Linked DNA regions of Mus musculus: region 1 is linked to region 2. A link is a contact called in public HiChIP or PLAC-seq data. All regions are on one chromosome and are shown on one strand. The core of a region is the stretch at or near the end of the contact, and the rest is flanking DNA. Distances in the headings are between cores, read along the strand shown. Region 1 overlaps Ahdc1 (AT hook, DNA binding motif, containing 1). Region 2 holds the start of Wasf2 (WAS protein family, member 2).

The links. HiChIP or PLAC-seq counts read pairs in DNA pulled down with a chosen protein or histone mark.
Region 1: a contact with region 2 is called in an H3K4me3 HiChIP or PLAC-seq map of embryonic stem cells, with 6 times the contacts expected there. The contact joins the enhancer-like site here to the promoter of Wasf2 in region 2. A contact is called at or near these places in 3 of 39 promoter capture datasets (embryonic stem cells and neural stem cells), 6 of 484 Hi-C or Micro-C datasets (CD8 T cells, embryonic stem cells, nephron progenitors and 1 more), 14 of 115 datasets of contacts at active chromatin or transcription factors (the HPC-7 cell line, the SCID.adh cell line, bone marrow-derived macrophages and 9 more) and 3 of 9 other capture datasets (adipose tissue, embryonic stem cells and liver).

Annotation. Positions count from the first base shown.
Region 1 is chr4:133,037,546-133,043,913 of GRCm38.p6, reverse strand. The region is part of intron 2 of Ahdc1 (AT hook, DNA binding motif, containing 1); the gene reads right to left. Among named protein-coding and RNA genes, the nearest start is that of Ahdc1, 29 kb to the right of the region's middle. Within about 2 kb of position 4,888, at least 206 of the 459 cell types and tissues checked have an H3K27ac peak or open chromatin away from gene starts, as enhancers often do. A contact at or near this core is called in bone marrow-derived macrophages, craniofacial prominence, embryonic stem cells and 7 more, where this site is marked.
Region 2 is chr4:133,128,995-133,135,984 of GRCm38.p6, reverse strand. It overlaps Wasf2 (WAS protein family, member 2), which reads right to left and starts at 5,352. Exons shown (of 9, transcript NM_153423.6): 1 at 5,257-5,352.

The DNA.
Region 1 (6,368 bases), core at 3,639-6,138, 92 kb after region 2:
ATACCAAGATGGGGGGCAGTTTAACCCCTTGCAGCCTGGCTTACAGAGCGTTCTATGCTTCCTTTGACCAGCCCTATTTATAATGGCTTCATAGAGGGTAGAATGTGTTTTCAAGTAATAGGAAGGGGTCATCTGCCTGCCAGGCTAGTCCTCATTAAGAAATCCTTTGCTACCCTAAATGTTTTATCTCATCTCCCATAAGATGGGAAAACAGCCAGGAACTGGTGCTGAGGGCAGAGTGTAACCTTCAGGAACCCCAACCTCGGGAGTCCCTAGTCTGATGGGAGAAACACAACCCTTCCCCGGGGGAGTCTGTTGGGGGAGACCAGGCACAGAGGCTGGGACAAAGAGCTGAGAGCAAGAGAGAGCCCTGAGCTGCTAACACAAGTGGGAGGAAGCCAGGGCAGGCAGGAGAGCGAGCCAGGTGGGGTCAGACCGGGCAGGCCTCCCGGAGGCCCCTAGCCCTACACCCCTCCCCCCAGGCTCTGGAATCTCGGGGGTCAGGGCCGAGGGACAGCTCCACCCCCTGCTCCCCTCAGGCTCAGGAATTTCCACCAGCAAATGGGGGGTTGGGGGGGGGAGAGGCTTCGGACTCCATCCAAGTTGGCTCCCACTGGATTGGAAACTGCAGCTACTCCTAGCCCCCACCTCCACCCAAGCCCCTAAGGCTGGCCCCCAGCCCTCTTTCTCTCCCCCCTGCCTGGGCTGGCATAGTGCGTGCCAGGCGCTGGCAGAAAACAAACCCGCCGGGGTGGGTTTGCAGGGAGCGGGGTAACCTTGACACAGTTGCAGCCGTCGCTAATGGCAGACACACACTCCGCCTGTTCTGGGGGGACTGTTGCCGTTGCTAGGAAACCGGCAGCCGCGTGAATGGAAATGGGTCAGTAAACCTGGGGAGAGATAGTGTGACACTCGAACCACTGCAGCTGCTCCAGCCCACACCGAAATCCCTCCTCTTCAATATTTATCACTCCCGCCTGGGCCCTCAGCTCCTGCCAGACCCGGCACCAGCCTGGCCCTCAGGTTCTCCCCAAGGCCTGATAAGGATGGAGGGAGAGAAGGCAATGGTTGTTGGGGTTGCTTATCCACTGTTGGGGTGGGAGGTGCCTCGGGATGGAACTAGTTCTGGAGAAGATTGAACAGGAAACAGAATCTAATCCCACGGTGGGGAAGGGGTTAAAAGGTCAATTCACGCCTGTTCCTGACTTAGGCACCGTGGTAAAATTACAGTGAGTGAGCGGCCTAGGCCTGCCTGTTACCTACACAGGCACTAGAAGGGGCAGATTTCCAGCCTCTCTTCACCCAGTTTTGGGACCTCCCTCTTGATAGGCGCTATAGGAGTAGAGGCACCCAAAATTTGAACCAGACTGATCGGTAGCCTGAAAATACCAATTGATAAGCCCCATACAATCAGATGGCATCCCAAAAGATCAGGGGCTGCCTACTCTCTTAAGACACACCCTCCAGATAGTCACTGCTCAGGAAACCTTGACAACAACCCCACACAGACTCCTTCACAAGAGAACAACTGCAATTCCGAATAGTGCAAAGAGGGCAAGCCTTCCCCTCTGGGGGAGGCTGGAGCCAGTGCAGCACAGCCCCTAAACCAAGCCCGCTAGCTTATGTATGGTTGTTTTCCTTCCTTCTCATGGCCAGCCTCCTTGTCTAGAGCACACCCTGATCCACTGTCACTGCAATGACTCTTCTGGACACGGACACACACATCCCACAAGTTAGCCGCCTCATGCTCAGCACCCCATCCCTAGCAACTGACTGGTCCCTGACACACACACATTCCATTCCTTTCCCCTCTCTCTCTCTCTCCCTCTGTCTCTCTCCAGATTACAGGAACATAGAAGCCCTGGGAGTGAGCAACACTGCTCATTTGGGTAACAAGCCCCCTCCACCCACCAAGATTCCCGTCAGAATCCCTGAAGGGTTTGTTTCTGTAAGGAAGGCGCTCTAACTAACTCGCTCTCCGGGAGGTGTGGGGGATACCTTGACAGGGTTCTCCCAGTCAACTTGGTTCTCTGTGTGCTATCTCCTAGGACGCATCAGTCAACACAGGCTTGGAGCCTGTCAGAGCTACAAGGTGCCCGAGGGAGTAACTTACCCAGCCTGCGTCAAGAAGGGAACAGAGACACAGAAGAGAAATTGCCTGCTCAAAGTCACACAGCCTAACTGTTGTTTTTCAATTCATTACCGTGAGCCCTCTGTGGGTATGAGAAACTAGCCAGATACATGCATGTGTATTTTTTGTTTCTGCAGACAGGATTGCTTTGTGTAGCTCTGGCCGTCCTGGAACTTATTTCGTAAACAAGACTGGCCTGGAACTTGCAGAGATTCACTTGCCTCTGCCTCCAGAGTGCTGGGGACTAAAGTCAGGCACCACCACTGTCTGGCTTGCACGTTGTTAACTTCTGATGGGACCTGTTTTACAACCTTGCCGCCTACTCTCTAACCCAAACGGCAACACTTTCTGATTCCCAAAGAGGTTGAGAGCGGGCTGTGCTGGACTTCCTGGCCCAGCCAAAGGGCAAGTTCCTGAACCCCAGAGTATTGCTAGAACCCAAAGGTTTCTCTAGCCCATACACATAGCATTCAAGCAAAATCACTTTATTTCCAGGGTACCCATTAAGTATTATTTAAGTAGATCTCTGCCAGGGTGTCCCTGGGACGGTGAGTTGGATGATTTGAAGAGATAGGTGTTCAAGGTAGTTCTATTTACCCATATATAATAATTGGTGGTGTTGGGGATTTAAATGGAAGGCCTTGGGCCTGATAGGCAGTTCCATCTCTAGCCCATTCTGCAGAAAGGCAAACTTGAGGTTCAAGATGTCAAGTTTACAGTCAAATGTAACCTTTGTTGTTTTGAGACGGGGCCTCACTGTGTAACCTGGCTGGCTTCGACAGTACGGAGATCCACCCGCCTCTGCCTCCTAAGTGCTAGGATTAAAGTCCTTCAACATCAGCCCTACAGAAAGGAATCTTGGGCTCCTTCCGGTATACTAGTCGTTCTCAATGGAGAAAGGCCAATCAAACAGAAAACAGAACCAGGGTAAGTGGGGGTGGGGAGAAGGTGTGAACAACAGGTCCAGGTGTACTTCCTGGGCTGGAGTGGAGCCTAGGGGAATTTGAATTTGAATCTGCGCATCTGGTGGCGGCGGTGGGGTGGAAAGAGAGCAAGGAGCCCCAAAGGAAAAATCCTTCTGACCTTAAGCCGGTCTGGGCCTTACACCTGGAGACGCCAAGCTTTGTCCTCTGCCAGCCCCACCCCCCAGCGGAACAGTGGGAGCATCCGGAGGAGACCAGCCCCCACCTTGGGCATCAGTTTCCAGTCCACACTTAGAGCAGGCTGGGGAGGAAGGGCTTTAATTTAATACATTGTGCCCAGAACTGGTTTCCAGCACCCAGCACTTACAAGGTCTCTTACTCCGTGTAGATCTACCTGAACCTAACAGTAAGCACGGGTTTAATGAATAAATGAACACTCAATGACGCCAACGGCTCTCCCTCTCCATCCCCTTCTCACGAGACACTGATTACCTTGGGAAACCACATTATACAGGGGCCAGTGGAAGGCAGATGGGATTAATGCTTTAAGGGTGGCCTCTATCCTCCTGAAAGCGACTGCTGGTACTCAGGTGTCCTTACTGAGTTGGCCCCACACTAATTGCCTTACATGTGCAACTTTAAGCCCCACAAGGCCTAGTTTTTTCAGAAAAGTCAAAGGTAAAGGAGTAAAGAGACTTGCCCAAAGACACTGAACAGTGCAGGGCAGAGAAAGAATCAAACCATGCCTACTACCACCGATGCTTCGGTTTAACGCGGCGCGGTGAGCTCGGTGGGGGCGGGAATTGTAACTGAATCAGAGCCTTCGGCTGGGAGTGGCCAAACGGTTCATCCGTTTCCATCCGCACTTTACCAAACGGTACTAGAATCAGGCAAAGTTGTGGGGAAAGTAATCTCTGAACACACACGCGCGCGCGGACACACTCCCAACAGTAAAGGAAAAGAAAAGAAAAGAAAAGAAAAGAAAAGAAAAGAAAAGAAAAGAAAAGAAAAGAAAAGAAAAGAAAAGAAAAGAAAAGAAAAGAGAAAAGGAAGAGCCCTGAGAGGTCACTTACCAACTCCCCTGGCTTTCGGGGCTCCGGTAAACGGGACGCCCTCCCTCCCGGGTCCCTTTTCTGGACTCCCTGACCCGCAGGGTGCAGTTATGCCCCAAAGCAAGCTGCTGCCGGAGTTGGGGAAATCATCAAGGATGGTCCCCAGCCGTCCGCGGTCCACTGGCTCGGTCGTTGCCAGAGAAGGGGGCCTGGGAGCGAACGGCCTCGCCTGCCTTCGGCAGAGAGGAAGCCCTTCGACGCCTCGGCTCGAGCAGGAGGCGCGGGTCTGCCGGCCGAAAGAAGCCGCTCCGGAGTTTTGCCGCCGCCGCCGCCCCTCGAGCTACCTGGCCGCCCGGTGGCCGCGCCTGCGCCCCCGCCCCCTCCCCAGGAGGCCGCAGGGCTTCTGACTCCGGCGGAGGTGACGGGGCCGAGAGGGAAACCAGGCGGCGGGGGGAGGGGCGTCGCCTGCACCTGGCCCCTGTCCGCCGCCCAGGCCGGGGAAGGGCGGGCCTGGACCCCCGCCAGCCCCGAAGGAGCGGCGGGGGAGGGGAGCCTCCCGCCTCGCCCGGGGGAGGTCCGGGAAACCTCTCCCACCCCCGGAGCGGCGACGGCGGCGGCGGAGGCTACGGAGACGCGTGCGGGGGTCGGCCGGCTCGGCGCCCCCTTCCCGAGCCGCGCTGGGCCGGCTCCCCCGGCCGCTCGCGCTCTCCAGCTGCAGGAAATTCCAGAAGCTCTCCATCATCCCGGCGCAGCGCGCCGCCTGGGCTGCCAAGGCTCCCCGAAGGAGAGCCACATGCGGGCCGGCCGAGCGAGGGAGCGAGCGACCGCGCGGCCCGCCCTCGCCCCCACCCAGTCCCACTCGGCGAGGCAGCCACGTCGCCCGGCCCGCCGCTCCTTCCCGCGCCCCGGGGACGGCGGAATGCGTGGCAGCCCCGGCCGGGGGCTATTTTGAGCGGGAGGGGAGCGGCCCGGCCGCGCTGTTTTCGGCTTTTTCCTGGCCCCCGTCCCGCTAGCCGGGGCCCTCGGCTACCCGCGGAGGAGGGACACGTGGAAGGGGAGGGGAGGGCCGCTTCTATCCGGCTCGGGGCTGGGGAGGGCCCGGGAGACACCCGGCCCGACTCGCTTGCTCGGCCGGTCGAGCGGCAGAATTGCTAACACCGCCTGATTGCGGCTGGTGGCTGCGAGGCGCCCGCTACCTGCACGCCCCTCCTCCGGTGAGCGCCCGCGGCCCGGGCACTCCCTCCCCAGCGGCGGACTCAGGCCTCACTGGATAGCGCCGCCGAGCACCAGTGGCCAATCACCGGCCTCGATTTCCTTACCTGTAAGTTGGGATGAGCTACCCGGCTTTATTCGGAGAGTACCTTATTCACTTTGCCGTGCGCCTTTTCCTGAGCAAAACTTTTTTTTTTGAGGGGGGAGGGATATTTATTGAGAGGGATTTAAAAATCCCCCCTTTCAGAGTAAAAGTCCCTTACACCAAAACAGTGTATTTTCATACATTTACATCTAGCGCCTACTTCATATTAGTGGCCAACAACATGCACACTGGCTCTGCAGTATCAAAGAGCATTAACTCCATTAAGGTCCCAATAAAGATACAGTGTTTCTTGCCGGAGGAAACTGAGGTTCAGTAGTGACCTGCCAGAGGTTTGACAGCAGCACAGCCCAAAGTCAGACAAACTGGCTTCAGAATATTAATTACTGACACAAAGTAATTAAACCTTAAACAGAGGCGGAAACTAAAGCCCAATGTGTCAGAGTAGGTACCCAATAGAGGTCTCCCAACTCTTTAGTACCCCGCTGCAACAGTTGAGTCGGTTCAGCACCTGCTGTGGGACAGCTAGAGGGTCTAAAGATGGATACCATTTTGGATGTCCAAGAGCCCAAAGACTGCACTCTGCTTTCCAATGCTCGTCTCAGACTACTTGGCCCCTGAAGTTAACTTGTTTATCATATTCCGGACTCAACCCAGCCTCAGAGGTAAGGGGTACAAAAATGAGAGATGTGACACAGGGCGGGCGGGCGGGCGTGGGGGGGGGGCGCATCCTCACAGAGCCTGGAGATGCTTCCTGCTCCCTACACACACACACACACCACTCCAAGCAAGGAAACACAAAGGTTGGCAGTCACATATCACACCCTCCCTCCCGCCCCGGAAACCTGGCAGTTTATTTCTGTCTCCGGGTCCCCTGTTTCCATAGAGTCAGTCCAGGAAGGCTGGCAGCAGCTGGCTTAGAGGGGCAGGGTTTCTGCTCCAAGGGT
Region 2 (6,990 bases), core at 4,103-6,602:
TCCTATGCCACTTAATAAGCACATTTTTCATGAAAAATCCTGATATGACCAGTTTGAAGCTCTGATCTTTAGGGATTACAAACACAAAAGAAATATAAGACACAGTTAAGTTGGCTTGAGTTTGTGGTGGTGGTGTTTGTTTGTTTGTTTTTCAAGACAGGGTTTCTCTGTGTAGCCCTGGCTGTCCTGGTACCCACGCTGTAGACCAGGCTGGCCTTGAACTCCCAAATGCTAAGATGATTTACACAGAATCACAAGCATATCTTAGCATGTAACATGCTAGTTCACTATTTTACAATTACTTTCAATAGTATCAGCCCTTATGAAATGGAAGAAAGTGGGTAGTCTAGATAAGACTCACTCCTATTCCCTAGTCCAATCCCACAACTACTCCACCTCCAGCTTCCAGTCACCATTCCACACCCTCTCTACATCCCCGTCAAAGTGCTGTTAACAGACGCCATGGTGCCCTTCAAATCGGAGGATGAACTGAATGAAGGCTTCAAACACAATGGTCCCATAGTCTGTGGAACAAAGTTCTTAAAATCTATGCTGTCCTGAGGTTTCTTACAAAGAGAAGAAATCCTTCATTGTCAAACAATGTACTTCATTCTATGGTAGAGGTAGCTCAGAAGAACTAAGACTACACATCATATGACTGAAGATGAGCTTAGTTGGTAGAGCACTTGCCTAGCGGGCATTGAGGTCCTGGCTTCGATCCGTAGCACCACAAAACCTGGGTATAATGGCCCAAGCCTGTTGGGAGATGGTTTTGTGCACTGTGTAAAGGTCTTTGTGTTATCCACATGCTGATCTCTGTACCCCAGAGAGTGGAATATGTCCAGACTTTGGTAATGTTACTTTTGTGGATCATCACCTGTCTCAGTGTTTTGTAAACATTCTTTCTTCTCCATCACCTCCTGATTGGTTTAATAAAGAGCTGATCAGACAACTAGCTGAGAGAAGAGAATAGGGAGACTTCCAATCCCGGTCAGGGGGTCCCAGAGAGTGAAGAAGAAAGGAAAGTGCCAAAAACAAATAAGGAGTCACCGTGAGGTCACACGGACCAGAGCAAGCCAGGGCAAGCCATGGATTGAAGGTAAAGGGACACATGGATGGGAATGGACAGCATTGGAAGGTTAGGATAGCTCAGAACCTTCCCAGCTTAGGCTTGTAGCTTGTTAATAAAAATACCAGGTCTCAGGCTGGAGAGATGGCTCAGTGGTTAAGAACACCAACTGCTCTTCCAGAGGTCCTGAGTTCAATTCCCAGCAACCACATGGTGGCTCACCAACCATCTGTAATGAGATCTGATGCCCTCTTCTGGTGTGTCTGAAGACAGCTACAGTGTACTCATATAAATAAAAGAAATTAAAAAAAAAAAAAAAAAAAAAAGCTGGGCGTGATGGTACACGCCTTTAATCCCAGCACTCAGGAGGCAGAGGCAGGCGGATTTCTGAGTTCGAGGCCAGCCTGGTCTACAAAGTGAGTTCCAGGACAGCCAGGGCTATACAGAGAGATCCTGTCTCGGGAAAAACAAAACAAAACGAAACAAACAAACAAAAAACAGGTTTCTGTGTCTTTATTTGGGAGCTAAAAGAGGCTAGAGCAATGTAGAAACGCCCTGTGTTTATTTGGGAAAAGTGGCATAGAAAATCCACCAAGAATTATTTTTAGACAAGTCTCTAAACCCAGAACTAGAAGTGGAGGTACAAGAATCAAGAGTTCAAGGTCAGGGGCTGAAGAAATAGCAGTTAGTAGCACTAGACGTTCCTTCCTCTAGAGGACCTCGGTTCAGTTCCCAGCACCCAGACAGCAGCTCAACTGTTTGCAGCTCCAGTTCCCGGGTATCCATGTCACCAGGCACAAACATATGCATGCAAACAAAACACCCAAACACAGAAATCTTTTTAAAATAAAACCAACAAACAAAAAAGACGTCAAATTCATCCTCAGCTGCATAGCTAAGTCCAGGCAAGCCTGTACTACTAGAAACCTTGTCTCAAAACACCAAGAAAAACAGAAAGGAAAAAAGAAACAATTTGACCCAGATTCCATCTCCTAGTGATTATCCCACGTTACACTAAGCATCACCCTGAAGGAAAATCAGCTCTAAAGTCCTGCAAACAGGGGGCTGGCAAGATGGCTCAGCCGGTAATAGCACTGACTGCTCTTCCGAAGGTTCTGAGTTCAAATCCCAGCAACCACCTGGTGACTCACAACCACCCGTAATGAAATTTGATGGCCTCTTCTGGCACATCTGAAGACACCTACAGTGTACTTATGTATAATAGTAATTTAAAAAAATCTTTAAGGGCTGGTGAGATGGCTCAGCAGGTAAGAGCACCCGACTGCTCTTCCAAAGGTCCTGAGTTCAAATCCCAGCAACTGTAATGAGATCTGACTCCCTCTTCTGGTATGTCTGAAGACAGCTACAGTGTACTTACATATAATAAATAAATAAATCTTTTAAAAAAAAACTGTATTCATTTAAAAAAATCTTTAAAAAAAAAAAGTCCTACAAACACCAATCTTTGAGTTTACAGAAAATAAAGACCAAACAACCTACAAATTATTATTTATAAATGTGGGGGGAGGACAGAGAGGGTGGTGATGTAATTCAGCTGGAAAGAGTGTCTGCTTAGCAGAACCATAAACAGAAAAAGGTGGGGGTGGGGGTCATTGTACTTTTATCAAAACAAGTACAGAGAGAGTGCTAAAAGGCATACTTCGGAATCTGAGAGAAAACGCCCACTGACTACATTTTAATTAAAGTAAAAGTTTTACATCACAGGAAAAAAAGTTTTCTACACAACACTATTTTCAGACACTGAAATCAACTTTGCTGTACAATATTTACTGTATATCTTGCTTGCATGTATGCATGTGCAGTGTGCATGTGCAGGCTGCCTGACATCAGAAGTGGAAATCAGATCCTCTGGAACTAAAGTCACACACATTCACACAAAGCCAAATGCTCATACAGACAATTAAAGGTAAAATAAAATATATTTTTTTAAAAAGACACAAGGGGCTGAGGAGATGGCTCAGCAGGTAAGAGCACTTGTTGCTCTGGCAGAGGACATAAGTCACTACATAAGTTGTGTGATTCACAACCATTTAAAAAAAAAAAAACCTTAAATGTCAAAAACCAAGTGGAGTATGCTAATGCTTGATGCCTATAATCCCAACATTTGGGAGTCTGACACAGGAAAATACTGGGATCAAGGTAAGCCTGAGTTACATAGGAAGACCCAGACTCATAAATAAATAAATAAATAAATAAATAAATAAATAAATAAATAAATAAATAAATAGCAACATTAAAAAGAAAATGACAACATGGATATAATTAAATGGGCAAACATATTTTTCAAGTGCTGGTGGCTTTGCACCCTCTAGTAGGAAAGTCAGATTATGTTAAAACCCAGAGTTTGTAATCACAGTTAAAACTCAGACAAAGCCTGGGAAGTATGATGGGGACAACGAACCAACAGTGATGACTCAATAAAGAGTCCCTTAATCGTTTACTCTGGAAGATTTAAGACCTAAAGTTACTTCATTCTATATTCTAAAATCTAGAAGACCGTTCTCAAAGTCCAGCCAACTCAACTGCCTTTTTCTGGGCAAGCGGTGCCTCCCACATGGCCCGGGACAGTCCTTACAGCTCCCTGACAGGAAGCAGGCTTGCAAGTCCTTTCCTTCCTTCCTCTAGCTGCTGCTTTTCTGGTTTTAGAATTTCAAACAAAGAAAATACATATTGGCTCCACAGCTCAGAAACGCCCTCTTTCTCAGCAACTTCCTCCTCGGATTTCCCTCCCTAACACTGGCACATGAGAACAATACCCACAGCTGGACCTGCTATTTTGATTAACCCAAAGCTCTGGCGGTTTGGAAAACTTAAGGGCTAAGGTACCCAGCTACTCCTACTCAAAGTCCACTGCCTTTACTCATCTGCAAGATAAGGAAAGAACAAAGAAAGAAAGGCTACACTTGAACACAGGCAGGCCATTGAAACTTTAGCCCCAAGGAACCCAAAGAAATTATACAACAGATGGATAAATTCTCCCTCCCAATAAAATGTAGCCTTTGTACAGAGGAGAGAAAGACACTCTGATGACACCACCTGGAGTCAAAACTCATGTCTCTATACAACAAATATTGGTGACACCTGCCTGGGACTCAAACGGAATCCTCTGCTGTCCTGACACACTTCGAAGTGATTTTTAACACTCAGAAATGGCCCTTCCTTAGTCACAAAGCAAGAAAAGGAGATGGGCTTATAATTAATAATCCTGAGCTTAAGACCTAGCCTGTCTCCACACCAAAAGTGAAATCAACTCTCCAGGCTAGACCCCTCCCTCCATTTATGACAAAGCAAACTTTGTAAGAGAACACTAACTTATCCCTGCGCGCCCGGTGCTTCCCAGAGGAAACACCCTCACTTTGGTAAGTGCCACACGTTCCGGTGTCACCCTGAGCAAGTTACTTCTCTGAAACCTACTTGACTTCCTCACCAGTAAACTTACAAGGACAGCTGGAAAAACTAAACAAGCACTTATACCTAAGGTTTGGCACATAGTAGGACAACCATTAACATTTTCCTTGGCTTTCTTCCTCTTCAGTGCTGGGCTTAAACGCCAAGGGTAACCCCTGATCTCTGAATCTATGAACATTTCCTCATCTCAAAGGACCACAGGACTTAGCCCTTCCCTGTCACGATCTGGGTAGCACCCATGCATTGGTACCAGTGGCCCGTAAGCCAAGGCTCCTTTCTGTAGGGCTCATTCTGTGCACATGTGCGCGTGCTCACACACTCCTCCACAATGTCCCTACCCCCAGCCTAGCAGCCAGGGTCCCCAAAGAGCACCTCAATTACTTTATGGTCCAAATATGGAAACTGAGGCTCAGCCTGGAGATGAACTTGTCCAGGAGCTCGGGGAGTTGCTGAGACCCAATTCACAGGCTTCGGTGAAGTCTATTTACAAATGGTAAACTGAGGCCCGAAGACGGAAGTGACTTGCTCAAGAACACACAGTGGGTTGGTGGTAGGGCCACTTTCGCCGACCCTCCCTAGTCTCCGAAGGGCACTCTGGGTCACCACCACCCCTGAGGTGTCGCCACGGCGCTGACAACACACGAGCCGCACCAGCGACCGTCAGAGCAGACACCCGGTGCCACCGGACCCTTGCAGGGGTGGCCGGGCCGGCGCTCGCCTCTCACAGCCGGGCGCGCCCAGGGGGACTTGTTGCTCACCTGACCTCGCGCAGTCGCCCTCAGCGACATGAAGGGCTGGGCAGCCGGTCCGCGTCCCCACGGAGAACGCTCCAGCCTACTGCTTCGCGGGCTGCTACTCAGCCGGACGCCCCCCTCAGCGCGCTACGCCCCCAGCCGCACTCCACCGGCCTGAGTCCGCCATTACGCGATTTCCCCGCCCCGGGACGCAGCCACACCCCGCCAACCGTTCTGATTGGCTCCCTGCCCCACCCGCCCGGAGCCCCCAGCTATCCCATTGGTCTGAATCCAATGCCAATTAAATAAGTACGCAAAAGACGTATTCAAAGGTAGTGTCCCGGGAACTCCACCCGAGCGACTTCCGCAATCGGAGTAAACAGAGGCGAGGACAAACCAAGTGAAGTGGAGATGGGACTAAAGGTACATCGACGCCCAAGTTTAAGTACAAAAATATCTGCTAAGACAGGGAAAGACCTCGGCTAACATGTATTGAAACACGATTTATTTTTATTAGAGTCCAGAGAGCCAGCCTGTTTTTTGTGTAAAGAACAGGCCGAGCCTATGAACTTTCTGTAGACACCCCTCAAGTGGCAGATCGTTCTGTCCCTTCACGCCTTGTCCCAAGCGGGACCGAAAGTCGGGTGGGGGCGAGTGAGTCATAGGCTTCAGCTCACCCCAAAGGATAGGTATTCGGGTGAAGCTGGCATCCTGAGATTGGGAGCTAGTTCTGAGAGGCCACTGTCAGGTGAGCCAAACACCTGTCACTTCACTCTGCAACTTCGGACAACTGCTGCCTACCTAGTTCTCACTTTGTTCTACAAAATAGATGCAGTAGGCCCTGGCACGTCCCAGTCCATGAAGGTGGGCAGTTTGAGAATACACTCCCAAGTGACTTATAGAATACAAAATGCTGCGGCTGGGTGACAACGTGACGAGTCCGGCTTAGCACATTTAGTATACTAGAGCATCTCTGTAGAGCAGGTATTGGCCTCTTGTGGAAGAATGGATCTTAGGCAGGCTTTGTTACCGCCACGTCTGCCTCCCTCTTTGCTTCCTTTCAAAAAGGGTGCACGGTGTGAGGGCGGTGGGGTGGAGGTCACGACACGACACGGCTCAGTCAGTAAAGTGCTGCTTTGAAAGAATGAGGACCTGCGTTTGAGAACTCAGATTCCAAACAAAGCCTAACAGGCCCGATGATACTGACTTCGCAGCGCTGGGGAGGCAGAGACAGGCAGAGCTCTAGCTCACAGGCCCAGCCTAGCCTAGCCTGCTCCTCCAGACTGGGCCAATGAGAGAGCCAGTTACTAAAACCAAGGTAAAAGTTGCCTGAAGAACAGCACCTGAGGTGATTCTCTGGCCTGCACTGGTCCATCCTCACATACAACATACACGCACACATACAACACCCTGAATACTTGATACAGTTTTCCCGCAGCCACCCAGCTAGTTGGAAATGACCACAGAACTCAGACCTACACCACTTAGCATCTATTCCTGTATTTCTTACTCTGTGACATCTTGTCACCTGAAAATGGCTTTTTTTTTTCTCATCCCCTTAACAGGCCAGGATGGTCCTAAGGGTGCTGGGTGACTGTTTCTTTCACTCTGGTCACTGTAAAACCAGCTAGACCAATATTCTTGTGGAAAAGTGGCCAGGCAGTGGTGGCACACGCCTTTAATCCCAGCACTTGGGAGGCAGAGGCAGGCAGATTTTTGAGTTCGAGGCCAGCCTGGTCTACAGAGTGAGTTCCAGGA